Regions from separate parts of the Podarcis muralis genome. Here region 1 is linked to region 2. The links are chromatin contacts, called in public Hi-C maps. All regions are on one chromosome and are shown on one strand. The core of a region is the stretch at or near the end of the contact, and the rest is flanking DNA. Distances in the headings are between cores, read along the strand shown.

The links. A called contact is a pair of places that touch in the nucleus more often than the background predicts.
Region 1: a contact with region 2 is called in a Hi-C map of blood, with 4 times the contacts expected there. The contact joins the promoter of SRPRB here to the promoter of D2HGDH in region 2. A contact is called at or near these places in 2 of 3 Hi-C or Micro-C datasets (blood and tail).

Annotation. Positions count from the first base shown.
Region 1 is chr6:36,168,226-36,175,059 of rPodMur119.hap1.1, reverse strand. SRPRB (SRP receptor subunit beta) reads right to left here and starts at 4,369. Exons shown (of 8, transcript XR_003706878.2): 1 at 4,156-4,369; 2 at 2,417-2,511; 3 at 1,454-1,531; 4 at 829-911.
Region 2 is chr6:35,876,070-35,883,206 of rPodMur119.hap1.1, reverse strand. It overlaps D2HGDH (D-2-hydroxyglutarate dehydrogenase), which reads right to left and starts at 3,524. Exons shown (of 10, transcript XM_028730949.2): 1 at 3,424-3,524; 2 at 1,775-2,187; 3 at 1,291-1,348. The coding sequence starts at 2,180. ING5 (inhibitor of growth family member 5) reads right to left here. Exons shown (of 8, transcript XM_028730959.2): 8 at 5,471-7,137.

The DNA.
Region 1 (6,834 bases), core at 3,120-5,619, 290 kb before region 2:
AAGGGCCACACTAGCACATTATCCATGGGAAAACAATTGAGGCACAATTTTCATTCAGTGTATTCTTTCACCATTTCCTGAAAGCACCAATTTCTCTACCCTATTGCAGGCCTCTCTGAATAGTTTTCCACAGAATATATCAAAGTCATTTCACAATAAATCTTCACTCACCGCACCACGTCTGTAGCCCCACATCTTTGCTGCCTCTTTATTTTACCCTCTTTGCCCCATCACAGTTCGTCTCCTTTCTTTCTAAATTTTGTTTCTATTTTTGCTGTTTGTCACCTACCCAATTCTATTTCTACACATTCTCACCAACTTTAGCAGAAAGAGAATACAGTGGTACCTCAGGTTACATACGCTTCAGGTTACAGACTCCGCTAACCCAGAAAAAGTATCTCGGGTTAAGAATTTTGCTTCAAAATGAGAACAGAAATCGTGCTCTGGCGGCACGGTGGCAGCAGGAGGCCCCATTAGCTAAAGTGGTGCTTCAGGTTAAGAACAGTTTCAGGTTAAGAATGGAGCTCCGGAACAAATTAAGTACTTAACCTGAGGTACCACACAGATGTTACACTCTCAGCAGTTGACCCAAGTAGTTTCCAGCACTTGCAGACTGTGTTACTAGCTAGACTTGAAAAACAGACCCCAAAGCTACCATGCACCTAAATACAGATTGTGGAAGAACAGTGGAGACGTAGCGACTCAAGTCTTCTCCCCCAACCAATAGGTGCCCAGGTTTAATTACAGCAAATGCATACAGCACACCACTATCAAAGCTCTTTTTGGCTACAACCTGAATGCACAAATATCCATTTCTCCAATACTTACCTAGCTGCAGCCTTGAACCTATCCAAGAACTGAAGACGCAAGCTCTCGTGGCCTGGAAGGTCAATCAATGTCACATTTGTTCTCTGTAGGAGAAGCAGTAAATATTTTGATGAACATTTAATGAGGGAGACATGATTCTTTTAGCCTGAGGGTAACAATCAGTCTACTGTATTCTGCATATGCTCTTACTTGTGTTTAAATCATTATCAATCTCTATTTGTTCCAAATATTTAATGCACCATTTTCATATAAATATTTATAGTCTTTCACATAAATGCTATAAACCGATTTATTTAATTTTGTATTCAAGATGTTGTTGGATTACGACTCACACTAAGCCCAGCAAGTATGGCCAGAGTTGCAGTCTAACAACATATGGATGGCACCATACTGGCTTCTTCTGCTTTAGACACAAATTGCCAGTATTGAAAGACAGAAATTAGTTTTACATCTGCTTCCCTTCTATCACTGAATTAAAGGCAACATACATAGCGTTTCCACCAAGGCACAGACCCACTCAGCTTTAGAAAGGTTGCTGCATCATATCCTCTTAAGAATGTGCCCTGATGACTTTATATGCAATTTCTAGGAACATGACAGAACACAAAACATTACATCTTCTTACCTTGTCATTATTTACTCTGTACAAGGCAGAGCTATCAGTTATGGAAGTCTGTGTATTACGGAAATTGCCTGTTAATAGCTAAGAAAAATAAAAGAAAGAGAAAGTGAAATATTCACAGACTAATTAAAATGATTTGACTATAGTCTAAACCACAGCAGAAAGTTGGAGAGAGCCATTTTAATTTTTTTAAAAAATAGTCCCTTGAATCTTAATCTAACCATTTAATCCAACAAAACTAATCTGAAACAGAATATATCAGTAGATACCCTGACAAATACCCTGATACCTTTGACAAAACATTTTTTTACAAATATATCTGCATCTCATATATGCTGCCTACTACTGAGCTATGGGACGCGGGTGGCGCTGTGGTCTAAACCACTGAGCCTAGGGCTTACCGATTAGAAGGTTGGCAGTTCGAATCCCTGTGATGGGGTGAGCTCCCGTTGCTCGGTCCCTGTTCCTGCCAACCTAGCAGTTCGAAAGCACATCAAAGTGCAAGTAGATAAATAGGTACCACTGTGGCGGGAAGGTAAACGGCGTTTCCGTGCGCTGCTCTGGTTCGCCAGAAGCGGCTTAGTCATGCTGGCCACATGACCCGGAAGCTGTCTGCGGACAAATGCCGGCTCCCTCAGCCAGTAAAGCGAGATGAGCGCTGCAACCCAGAGTCGTCCACGACTGGACCTAATGGTCAGGGGTCCCTTTACCTTACTGAGCTACATTAACAACTAATTTAACAGTGTAAGTTAGTACTCCATGCTTCTACTTTACCTTACAAAATGAAGTGCCAAAAAACTTAATCAGAAAACATTTAATTTTTTCATACCTTACATCTCAGACAGCTTTGAAAACAAGAGGGAACAACCTAAGGAGTTCTCCTTTATTAAAAAGAACAGGAACATGACAACAATGTATAGGTCTGAGAAAACTGTCCAAAAGAAACTGAAACATGAATTCACATACCCTAACAAACAGAAGAGTTTTCCCTGAGTCACACAGACCCACCAGAAGTACTGCTCTCCGACTGCTCTTTCTGGTCCGCACAAATATCCAAATCACTAGAAAGAAGGATAAAACTTAGAGGAGTGTATTTAGGCTTATACCTAAGGCAACTCAATTTTCTACCATTAAAACAAGCTATTTAATACATGCCTCCTCTAATTAAGTCTTAATGCTGCTTTAGGTTTTGTACAAAAAGCTTGCAAACATTTTGGGGTCATAATAATGTATACATTTCTCCTATATCCAATACAGGAAATTCATTTCTCAGAACAGCCAAACACATCCACACAAATAACATTACACTTCATAGTAAAGTTTGCTTTTATCTATTTCTACCATCTTTCTTTGTAGCAGCCCAACTTCTATAGTTTACTCAAAAGTAAGCCCCACTATGTTCAATGGGGCCTACTGTCTGGTAACTGTGTTTACACTACAACCTTAGTAGTATACAATATAGCAAAGATGCACCTGATTTGTCATGACAGAAAACATGGGCAAATTCATTATCGTCTGATTTATAAAGGATGTGATTTCAGGAATAGCACATTAAAGATGATCACAGCACATGTGCCCTGGTTGGGACCAGCTGAAGGGGAGCTGAAGGGGAGAGGGATTACAACTACAATCCAACCCCCCAACCCCCATTGCACCAGGCTTGAGGTGCCTTGGATTTTGCAGAGGTATTTCTCTACCCAGCCTTACTGGCCTCTACCCATTTCTCTACCCAGCCTTACTGGTGGAGGTGATACCAGGGCCACTCTGCTGCCACAGAATTCAGTCATCCTACCATAAGGCAGCTTGAGATCTACTAGACCCCCTACTGGCCCCACAGCTGTCACTCATTGACATCAGGCCTGATTGCTGTCCCTGCTCCAGGCTGGTGCCCAGCTGGGGTTTGAATTGTCCTGCTTAACTAACTTACTTATTGTAAACATTGGTATTAAACTTCCAACCAGTATAAGCCCTGAGAAAAAATACAAAATTTTATAAAAGCCACACACACACCCCTGCCCAACTCCTCCTCCTCTATCTGGCATGGCAAGAAAGGGCATGCTAACAACCCCGTTTGAAACTTGCCTCTGCTATGAACCCTCCCTGGGGACTCATGCAAGTCACAGCCCACCTGTCTCACACATCTTCAGCCCCACTTTAGCAACATGAAGATAATAATAATAATAATAACCCCCTTGACGGGATTGTTGTAAGTAAGGCCTACAGGAACGCAATGCCCGTAGAGCCTTTAGAACACACTAAAACACGGCAGAAATACCAGCTAATAATAACTGTGACACTAAATGTTACATCTCCAGTCCAGACTTTTAAATTTCGGTTCTATAACATGCAAATGAACTGCAGTTCTTTGGAAATAAGAACCACTGCATTCTGTGTTAAGAGTCTTCTTACGGAGCTGGCGCAATTCCTACGAAAGAAGACCATCTCGGATCCCTAAGAAGCTCGGTGTCTTTAATAAGAACTGCAGGAGAGGCAGCTCCTCAGCAGGCGCCTTTTCCCAGCGTGAAGCTGCAGCGATGCGGAAAGCTACACCTGACTAACTTCTGCCTGCCACGTGCCTCTTAAAGGCACAGAGCCTGACTGGGAGGCTGGCGGGGCGGTGGTGTGAGCTCCGCAACCAGGCAGCTCTTCCCCCCGCAGGCAGTGGCGCTCGCCTTCCCTACCACCGAAAGGAGGCCGGCACTCACGGAGACACGAGGCGAGGAGCACGAGCAGGGCCACGGCCACCGAGACGAGCAGTTGGGCCCTCGCCAAGTCCTGGGGCGGCAGCGGAGCATCCTGAGGAGAAGGCGACCCTTCGCGCGCGGCTGTCACCTCCACCGCGTCCATCTCGAACTGCTTTCGCCTCCCACGGAGCTACGCGCGACGTGTCGTTCCCGGGACTCGTCTCCTTCCGGCCACCGCGCGCAGCGACTGCTGGGACGCGCGCTTCCGTGGCCCAGGTGCTTCATGGGAGTTGTAGTTTGTTCCCCCCCCCCCGCGCGCGCGAGCACACTAACACGGCTCGTTCTACAGGCGAAGGGAAGAGGGGAGCGTTGGAGGCGGCGGGTCGTTAGACCTACAAAATGATACCGTTGCACGTTAAGCCGCAGTGCCGGATATACGTATAAGCTAAACAATCTATAGCTTAGGGCCCCACTCTCTTAGGGGCCCCAAAAAAAATTAAAAGGGGGGGACTAGATGTACATTTCCAAAATATAAGATAAAAAATATAATAAGACCTACATACAGCAACAATGTTTTGTGTTGTGAAGGCTCCTGTGATGTAATGGGCCCCACCTGCTAGTCTGCGCCCTAAAATATCACTGGTTTGCTAATTTCTGTATATAGGGTGCCTACATTCTGCCTGGACTGGTTGCATGGCAACACGTGCAAATGACTTTAGATACCTATTAGGTCCATAAATTACCACATCGCATATATTCAACACAAAAAACAGAGACAAAGGACAGCTGGACATAGAAAGGGCCCCATTACCTTCAGTAGCTTAGGGCCTTATCAAACCTAAATCCGGCCCTGGTTAAGTGCCATCGGCGTTATTGTAAGCATGAGCTATAGGGGGCTAGACAACAGGACCCACATATCCCTAGTGGGCAGATGTAAAGCCAGCAAAAAGCATGGACGTAGCCAAGTGGGGGTGAAGGGGTTGCAGTTGCCTCCCCCCGTAAATCAATACAAATATGAGGTTCTGACCCCCCCAAACCAAAAGCCTGCCTTTACCCCAAAAAGTCCTTCCTACACCCATGGCAAAAAGGGAATGAAATTGGCAAGAGAGGGTTAGTATTTGGGGAGGGCGCCTTGCTGTTGACCCGAAAGTGAACGTTATTCAACTGAAAACCAAAAGAACGTGAAATTTCCAGCGTAAAACTGCTGGACTTCAATATCTCAGTAAACGCAGGACATATTTCCTCAGAGCAGTGCTGGTTCCAGGCTATTTTGTGCCTTGGGCAAGGCTAACTACTTGCAAATCCTCACCAACACCAACAGTGATTGCTAACTTCTGTTTTCAAAAACAGATATCTTGTAGGAAAAAAATGAAAAGCGCAGAACTCAAAACTGCTAATTTTTTCTTAAATTGCAATAATAAGTAATACGTATATCTTTCTCAAATGTTTTAGCACACAGATCAGTTTGAATAATCTTGTGAATAGTGATGTTGCAATTTAAGACTCTTTAAAGTTTCAATTTCAGCCACATCAAAATCTCACTTTGCATGCCTTTTCCTTTGCAAATTTTATCACCAGTTCCTTCAGGTCAACTGCTAATGCTTGGGCATGTTCAGTTGATATAGTTGCCAAGCCAACTCGTCCCTTTTTGCGACATTGTTGAGCATATATAAGTTTTTGTAAGTTTGAACTTTGAGAAAATATGTTCACCACTTGCCACTGGAAGTGTCAGAAGGATCCTTAGAGCAACAGAAACGTTAGGCATATTATCCAGGCACACTTCCTCTTCTCCTGCTGCTTTCCCCTGGGGGAAACTGTTCTTTAGCGCTCAATTAGAGCAAACAGCAATACAGAAATTTCCCATTGACATTTGTTCTGGTCTGTTGCTAAAGTGCAGGTTTTCCCTCGGAAAGGAGCAGGGCAAGGAGAAAACTGCTCGGAACCATACCCAGAAAGTGTGGGTCACGTAGAGAACAGCTTTCTAGGCATGGCACAGGCAGAAGTATGGATGAGCCCTAAGAGGTGAGGGCTGAAACCCTGGAGAGCCACTTCCAGTCAGACCAGACAATACTGAGCCAGATTAAATGGTCATACTGGGATAAGGCAGCTTCCTATATTCCTACAAGCCTCCCCCCCCCCCCCCGCAACACTAAGATCTTGCTTAGTCCTTGTGACACAGTTGGAGCTTGTGTAAGGATGATCTGCCTTGGCTTGGTAACCTGTATAGGTGTATTGCTTGGTAGCAGGTGATTTGTAAACAAGTGGGGTAGCTGTACTGTATGGGCTCTATTTTGGATGCACAAACTCCACACACAAGCAGCATCCTCTTGGCTTTGTGGAGCCCATCTCCCAAAGCACTGCTCGAGTACATGAACTGTTTTCTTGCAGGAATTAACAGGCCCAGGGTTGAGGTAGGTAACTCTGAGAGACAAGACAAATAGGAACTCTTTGCTTTGCTTCTTCCAACTTTGCAAATCAGCGTTGTAATATAAACCATCTATAAACTGTTCCATGCAAACTAGAAACGAACCTATTCCTGTATGCTGGTGTAGTGCTGAATCTTTATTGGCCTGAGTCAAAACCAAACTGGAGCAACTCCCAAACCAATTAAAAGCGAATCAACAACAGCAATTCCCTGATGGAATATAAGAGGAATATTCTATTTATTACAGCGGGTCTTCTTATGTTCTTAGGGGCGGA
Region 2 (7,137 bases), core at 2,275-4,774:
AGTTTTTAGATTCACAGTACATACACGTTAGGAACCATATTCTATTTGAAATCATCTCATCTATCATCAATTAACTTATTTAGTAATAAAAACAAAAACAGAATACCATATTTATGGAGGCATTTTTTTTCCAGTTTAGCTAACACACTAAAGGCTAAGATTTGCTCTTTGTTACTCTAGACGACAAGACTAATGGGATGGGAGGAAACTGTAGGGAAGCAGATTCCCACTAACAGCTGAATAAACTTCCTAATAGTAAAAGCTGCCAGACAGGAGAACAGACCACCTTCGAATGTGATGGACTCTCTATATCAGTGATGGCCAAACTTGGCTCTCCAGCAGTTTTGGGACTACAACTCCCATCATCCCTGGCTAACAGTACCAGTGGTCAGGGATGATGGGAATTGTAGTCCCAAAACAGCTGGAGGGCCAAGTTTGGCCATCACTGCTCTGTATGATTCAGCTGCTGCTCACAGAGAGAAAAGGAAGGAAAGAAGGTGAGTACAGTCATACCTCGAGTTAAATGTGCTTCGGGTTGAGCGCATTCAAGTTGCGCTCCGCGGCAACCCGGAAGTAACGGAGCGTGTTACTTCCGGGTTTCGCCGCTCGCGCATGCACAGACACTCAAAATGACGTCGTGCGCATGCGCGGAAGCTGCAAAACCCGACCCGCGCACGCACAGACCCACCGTCACGTCTTGCGTTCTGTTCGGGATGCGAAAGGGGTTCCGGAATGGATCCCGTTCGCATCCCGAGGTACCACTGTACAGACTTCTCTTTAAAGAGTACTGACCTAACGCTTGTACTGTGTGTTCATGTACCTCTGCCTATCAGAGTGGATACAGAGAGAGACACATAAGAAAGGACTCTGAGATACCATCATATGATTCCTGAATATGACTCATAGTGATGAAAAACAAGATAATATACAGTTATACCTCATGTTACGTTTGCTTCCTGATACATTTTTTCAGGTTGTGTCCCGCGGCAACCCGGAAGTACCGGAAAGGGTTACTTCCGGGTTTCGCTGCTCGCGCATACGCGCAAAATGATGTGACGCGCATGTGCAGAAGCGGCAAATTGCAACCTGTGCATGTGCAGACGCGCCGCTGCGGGTTACGTTCTATTCATGTTGCAAATGGGCCTCTGGAATGGATCCCGTTCGCAACCAGAGGTACCACTGTACATATCTTAAAACATGGGCGAGCAAGACAGAAGTAAGGCAGTCTGCTAAATACAGACATCTCTAACGCTGTTTATTGAGTTCACGGAAACACAATTTTTATGTTACCTGAGAATCTCAGATACTTCTGCTGTTGTCCGTGGCTTCAACAGTATTTTACTGCAGCCTGTAATGTAAACAAGATGTGAGAACATTCATTTGAAACTTGAATATAAGCTCGCCCACAATACGCTTTCCCCTACCACCACCACCCAAATAAAAAAACACCTGTACTGGTTAATATGGCTAAAACTTCATGTGCATGTAGTAAACGTACATTGCAGATTTATAGCCTTAAGGGGAAGGGCTGGAGCTCGGTGGCAGAGCATGTGGTCCAGGGTTCAGTCCCCAGGTGATGCTGAGAAACACTCCTGCCTCAAACTCTGGAGAACGGCTTCCAGTAAGTACAGCCCAGCTTTCCCCAACCTGATGCTCACCAGGTGTTTTGGCTACAACTCCCATCAGCCCCAGATAGCAGAGCCATGAAATTTGTAGTCCAACCCAATTGGGCTGGTGTAGAAAATACTTAAAGCAGTTTGCCAAAATAACGTACCTCTTACAGACTTCAGCCAGTCCACGTTGAAGAGTTTCAGTTCATCTAAATCTGTGATGACTCTGCCAGGCATAAGGTTTTCAAAGAAAGACACATCAGTACTGGAAACATGGGCAAAAGGAAGCCTCTGCACCCCATATCGCTCACTGGTGAGCATCACTTCCTGGAGGTGAAGCTGGGTAGCATGCAGACATCTCTTGGGCAAGTGACTGATGGTCCATCGGATGGAAGGCGTGATGAGCACTTCTCTCTTCAATGGCCCTGTTCCTTCTTTCTTAAGTTTGGACCGGGAGGACCCACATGTCCACACATTCAAGGCTTTTCTCTGGCATCTGATCTGCAACCTTGGTAAGGACCAGCGGTGTCTGAACGGGAAATGCCGGACAAGGCTGCAAACAACAGCCATGAAGAACCTGAATTGCAAAAGCAAAATAAACACCCAGTTTGATCAACTTCCTCTGAAAGGCACTAGACTCGATTTATTTTATTTTCAGCTATCTCATTTTATGGGAAAAGAGAACTCCTTCAGGAAGTGAAAGATCACGTTCATGGGTAGGATAGCTGCAGGACACAGCACTTAAGAAACAACACAGAAGGAAAGCATAACCCTCTTGTTTCTATACAACCTTTATCAGCCCCAGCATCAAGCATGACCAATGGTCATAGATGCGGGGAGCAATATCTGGAGTGCCAGAGGCTGCCCTTACCTGCTGGGTTTATGTATAAGGTAAACAAGCTATAGCTTAGGGCCCCACTCTCTTGGGGCCCCCCAAAAAAATTAAAGAAAAAAACCCCTGGATGTACATTTCCAAAATATAAAATAAAAAACAAATAAAATAAAACCTACCTACAGCAACAGTGTTTTGTGTTGTGTAGGCTCCTATTTGTTATGTGCAAATGGCTTTAGATACCTATTAGGTCCATAAATTACCATATAGCATATATTCAACACAAAAAACAGTGACAATTTGTTGTTGACAAAGGACAGCTGGATATATACCTTCAGTATATGTTACCTTCAGTATATGTTACCTTCAGTAGCTTAGGGCTCATCAAACCTAAATCCGGCCCTGCCTGCCCTACTCAAATTCAGCCGGTAACTGAAGCAAATGCAACTGAAACAACTGCTGTTGCTTCCCTGCTTCCACTTCCCTCTCCTCCTTCTGTCGATCTCCTATATTGAACTTTCAAGATCGTAAGCGTTCTGGGAAAAAGAGGTATCCTCTCCTGCACTCTTTAACTGCCATGCACTTAGCTGGCATGTATTATAAACCTGTGTGTCTGTGTGTGGTTGTTTAATTTGCTGTAATGGATTAACATGGCTGTTTCCTTTGTGAAGTTCCATTAGGCATGTTATTATTGGCCGCGAATTATCTTGCGGTAAGAGAAGGAAGCCTCATGTCCCTCAAATTCACTGTTTGGGTGCAAACATAAAGTGAACGCGATGGGTGTCAGAGCAAGACGCGGTGTCAGAGCTAGAATCGCCCCTTTGCCTGGAGCTGATTCTGGTGTTTAGGACCGGGAGGGAAGTGCAGACCCAGGCACCGCTAGGCTCCGGAGAGCAGGCAGCTCTCTAGAAACCGGCTGCAGCCAAAGACGTTGCCAAGCCCAGAAACCACCGTCCTTGCAGTCGCCCTTTCTGCGCTCACCTTGAACGGGGCCCACGGGATCTCGCGCACTTCTCGGTAGACAGCTCCGCTCACAGCTCCGCTCGCTCCTCCCCCTCGTGCTCTTTTCCGGACCAAACAGAGAAGAGGGGCGCCCTGTGGGCGGAGCCAGAAGGCAGGCGAGGAGCGGGGCGGAGGGAAGGCTTGCGCTCGGCGTTTGTGCGCACGCGCGGGCGCGTCAAGTCTGTCTGCCTGCCTTTTCGCATATCTTGTCATATTAGCTCCATTTCTGAGCCCTTTTTAGTTAATAATACTTTGGATGCATTTTAATTTGCCGTTTTGTGTGGGGTCTTTTTTTTATTGTAAGCTGAGGCAAAAAGAGATGCAGAAAGGATTTATCTTTATTTCACAAGTTTTATATGCTGCCTGATGGTAATAAGCCCTATTATTACCCTTTTCATATTATCCACATTACTGATTGAAAATACTTGCCTCGAACCGGATATGCACATTTCCTCCCACCAGGCTACCATTGTCAGGACCAGCGCTGAGCGCTTGCACCAGGCCTAGGGAGCCTTGGGCCCAAGTGCTGAATATGGCCCACCAGACATCTCTTTCTGGCCCTCCAAACGCTTCCCAGGCTCTGCCCCCTCTGTCAAGACATCTCTCTCACCCACACCCTCCTCGAGTGCTTCTGCCTGGCTGGAATGGGTCCTTGATCTGTGCTAATAAATGCATTTCTTGTCTGCGTGTTTAGACATGCACAGCTGAAATGTAGCTTTTCAAAAATATAGAAAGCAGCAGCCACTGAATTAAACTGTAGTCCACACCCTCACATATTGAACTGTACCCAAAGAGCAACTTGTCTTTCCCATGCAGAGCTGTAAGAGTTCCTTTTTGCATTTGCCTTTGCCATCTAATTTGTTGGTTCTCTTATGCCTATTAAGTACCAATAGGCCATGCACGTAGACAGCCAAGCCTAAAGGTAAAGGTAAAGGACCCCTGACTGTTAAGTCCAGTCGCAAACGACTCGGGGGTTGCGGAACTCATCTCACTTTACTGGCCGAGGGAAGCCATTTGTCTGCAGAGGAACAGGGAAGAGATTTAGGTTGTTATCAGCACCGTTTCCAAACTAGTGTAGAAACTTTGTACCAGGTGCTGCAATCTAGATCTGAGAATCGCATCCAGCACTTTTTCACCGATAAAGATCCAGATTTGTATATCACTCTAGGATGAACAGTGATAGCGTGCTAGGTTTTGCAGTTTGGTACTCATGGTTGCTGTAATTAATAAACTTAAGATCAAAGCAAAGGATGCTTTTTTGTTGTTTCATCAAGTTTCTTTCCCTTCCCTTTTGCTTAACATCCACCCTCATTAGAGTTCTGTTAATGATTTTGTAACATTGATTATTCTTGATAAAGGTATTGTCCAAGAGTGGGTTTTGGAATTTATTTCCAACGTAGTACTTTTTCTGGTTTCAGAATAGATCAACCAAATGACACTTCAGTGTTCTCTCAAATTTCTACATGTCACCTTAGTGCATTTAGCTAGGTTTGACAATTCACAGGATCCAAGATTTTCTTGTCCACCTTTATACATGCAAGTAACCAGCGTTTTCCACAAGACCCAATTAAATGCTAGAAGTATATGTACATAGGGATGCGGGTGGCGCTGTGGGTTAAACCACAGAGCCTAGGACTTGCCGATCAGAAGGTCGGCGGTTTGAATCCCCGTGACGGGGTGAGCTCCCGTTGCTCGGTCCCTGCTCCTGCCAACCTACCAGTTCAAAAGCACGTCAAAGTGCAAGTAGATAAATAGGTACCTCTCCGGTGGGAAGGTAAACGGCGTTTCCGTGTGCTGCTCTGGTTCTCCAGAAGCGGCTTAGTCATGCTGGCCACATGACCCGGAAGCTGTACACCGGCTCCCTCGGCCAATAAAGCGAGATTAGCGCCGGAACCCCAGAGTCGGCCACGACTGGACCTAATGGTCAGGGGTCCCTTTACCCTTTATACGTACCGTACATACATTTTGTTGGTAGCATGAACTTGCCATTTGCACACTATACCTCAGAAGCAAACAAAACATACAGTTGTTTGTTCTCAAAAATACTTTATTTGTAACAATATACCTATTATATCTATAACATGATCAAAAATACAGATAAACATTTTCACATTTTAATAAAAAGATTTCTAATATTCTCTTTCATTTACAAAGAAAACATAAATCTAATTCCTTTGACAAGAAAGTATAGGCTGTGTCGTTTGATTACTTGGGAGATAAACTATGAAAAAAGGCGACAACCACAAAATATGTAGATTTCTTTTTTTAAAAAAAAAAAAGGAGGGGAAGATTATCTTCAGTTTTTTCCTGTGCTCTAAATCCTGACAAAGGTAATTATTATTAAACAGGATACATTCAAAATTCAGGAGAATACATTCTTCACAGACCAGAATGCCCAATGTTCATTATCAGCATGGATATAAAAAACTTGAAACAACATGATCTGGTTGACAATCAGTTTATAGTCAAGACAGCAACATATGACATCTGTAGTGTACAGTTCAACACTATACAGCACCAGAAACCGTGCTGTGAAATATTGCCGCCGCCGCCGCCACATCTTCACTCCTGTCTGGAGTACTGCCTCAAAAGAAACAAAACATCCAATTCCTTGGGACGGAAACATGATCTTGGTTCTAGTTTATGGTAAAGTAACAGGTTCAGGTTGCTTCAATACCTACATGGCAGCACTAACTTCCTACCCCCAAACACATTTTAAGGACTTTCAAGATGTATGCCAACCTATAGCACTAATTTTCCATTATCTAAGATACAACGTAAGTGGAAAAAAGGGGAAATAGATCATGAAAGTCATTGCTATTATAGTAGAAGCTAACATGACTTTATGGGAAGTTAAAACACATGTCCATTATTGATAACTGAACTACTGATTCATGAGGTCTTATAAGACTTCCTACTAAAATCTAAATGCACAATGCAAAAGCTGTGACCCCCCCAAAAATCCATCTACAATCCACTATGTGTTGTTGCCATCAGGTTCATTTCCTATTTTGTAGTCACGACTGCAAAAGCCAAGGAACTGTCAAGCATCTCGATAACCATAACAACACTGCTGGAGCCACATACAGCTTGGTGGATCACATCTTGTGGAAGATTGCTTTGCATTAAAAGAGAAACAGTTTCCCCAACTTGGAGCATTCCAGATGTTTTGGACAGCCATGCTGGCAAAGACTAAAGGGAATTATAGTCAAAAACATCTCAAGGGCTTCATGTTGGGAAAAGCTAATTTAGTGCACCCCAAACTTTATATGAAAATGCTGTCTCATAGGACAACCATCCCCAGCCTAGTGCCCTCCAGAAGTTGGACTGCAACTCTGATAATCCCTTACCATTGGCTACACTGGCTAAGGCAACTGTAGTTAAAAACATCTGGAGGGCACGAGGTTATGGAAGACTTAAATGGTCTAATGTCCTCATTGTCTGCATTAAGTTCCATAGTTGTGTGCATGATATATAGGGGGTAACTCTCAGAGTGACAACTTACTCCAGTAAGTACTTAAGCCTGATAACAGCAGAACATTATGTAGAGACAAAACATTCTGAAAGCAAGTTATGACAACCAAACCTCCAAAATTAGTTCACTCTTATGTGGCCAATGCAAATGTGCATGTGATCACTGAAAACTAGATGTAGCTATAGAAAGTAAAGTGATACAAATAAAGAATGCTTTCA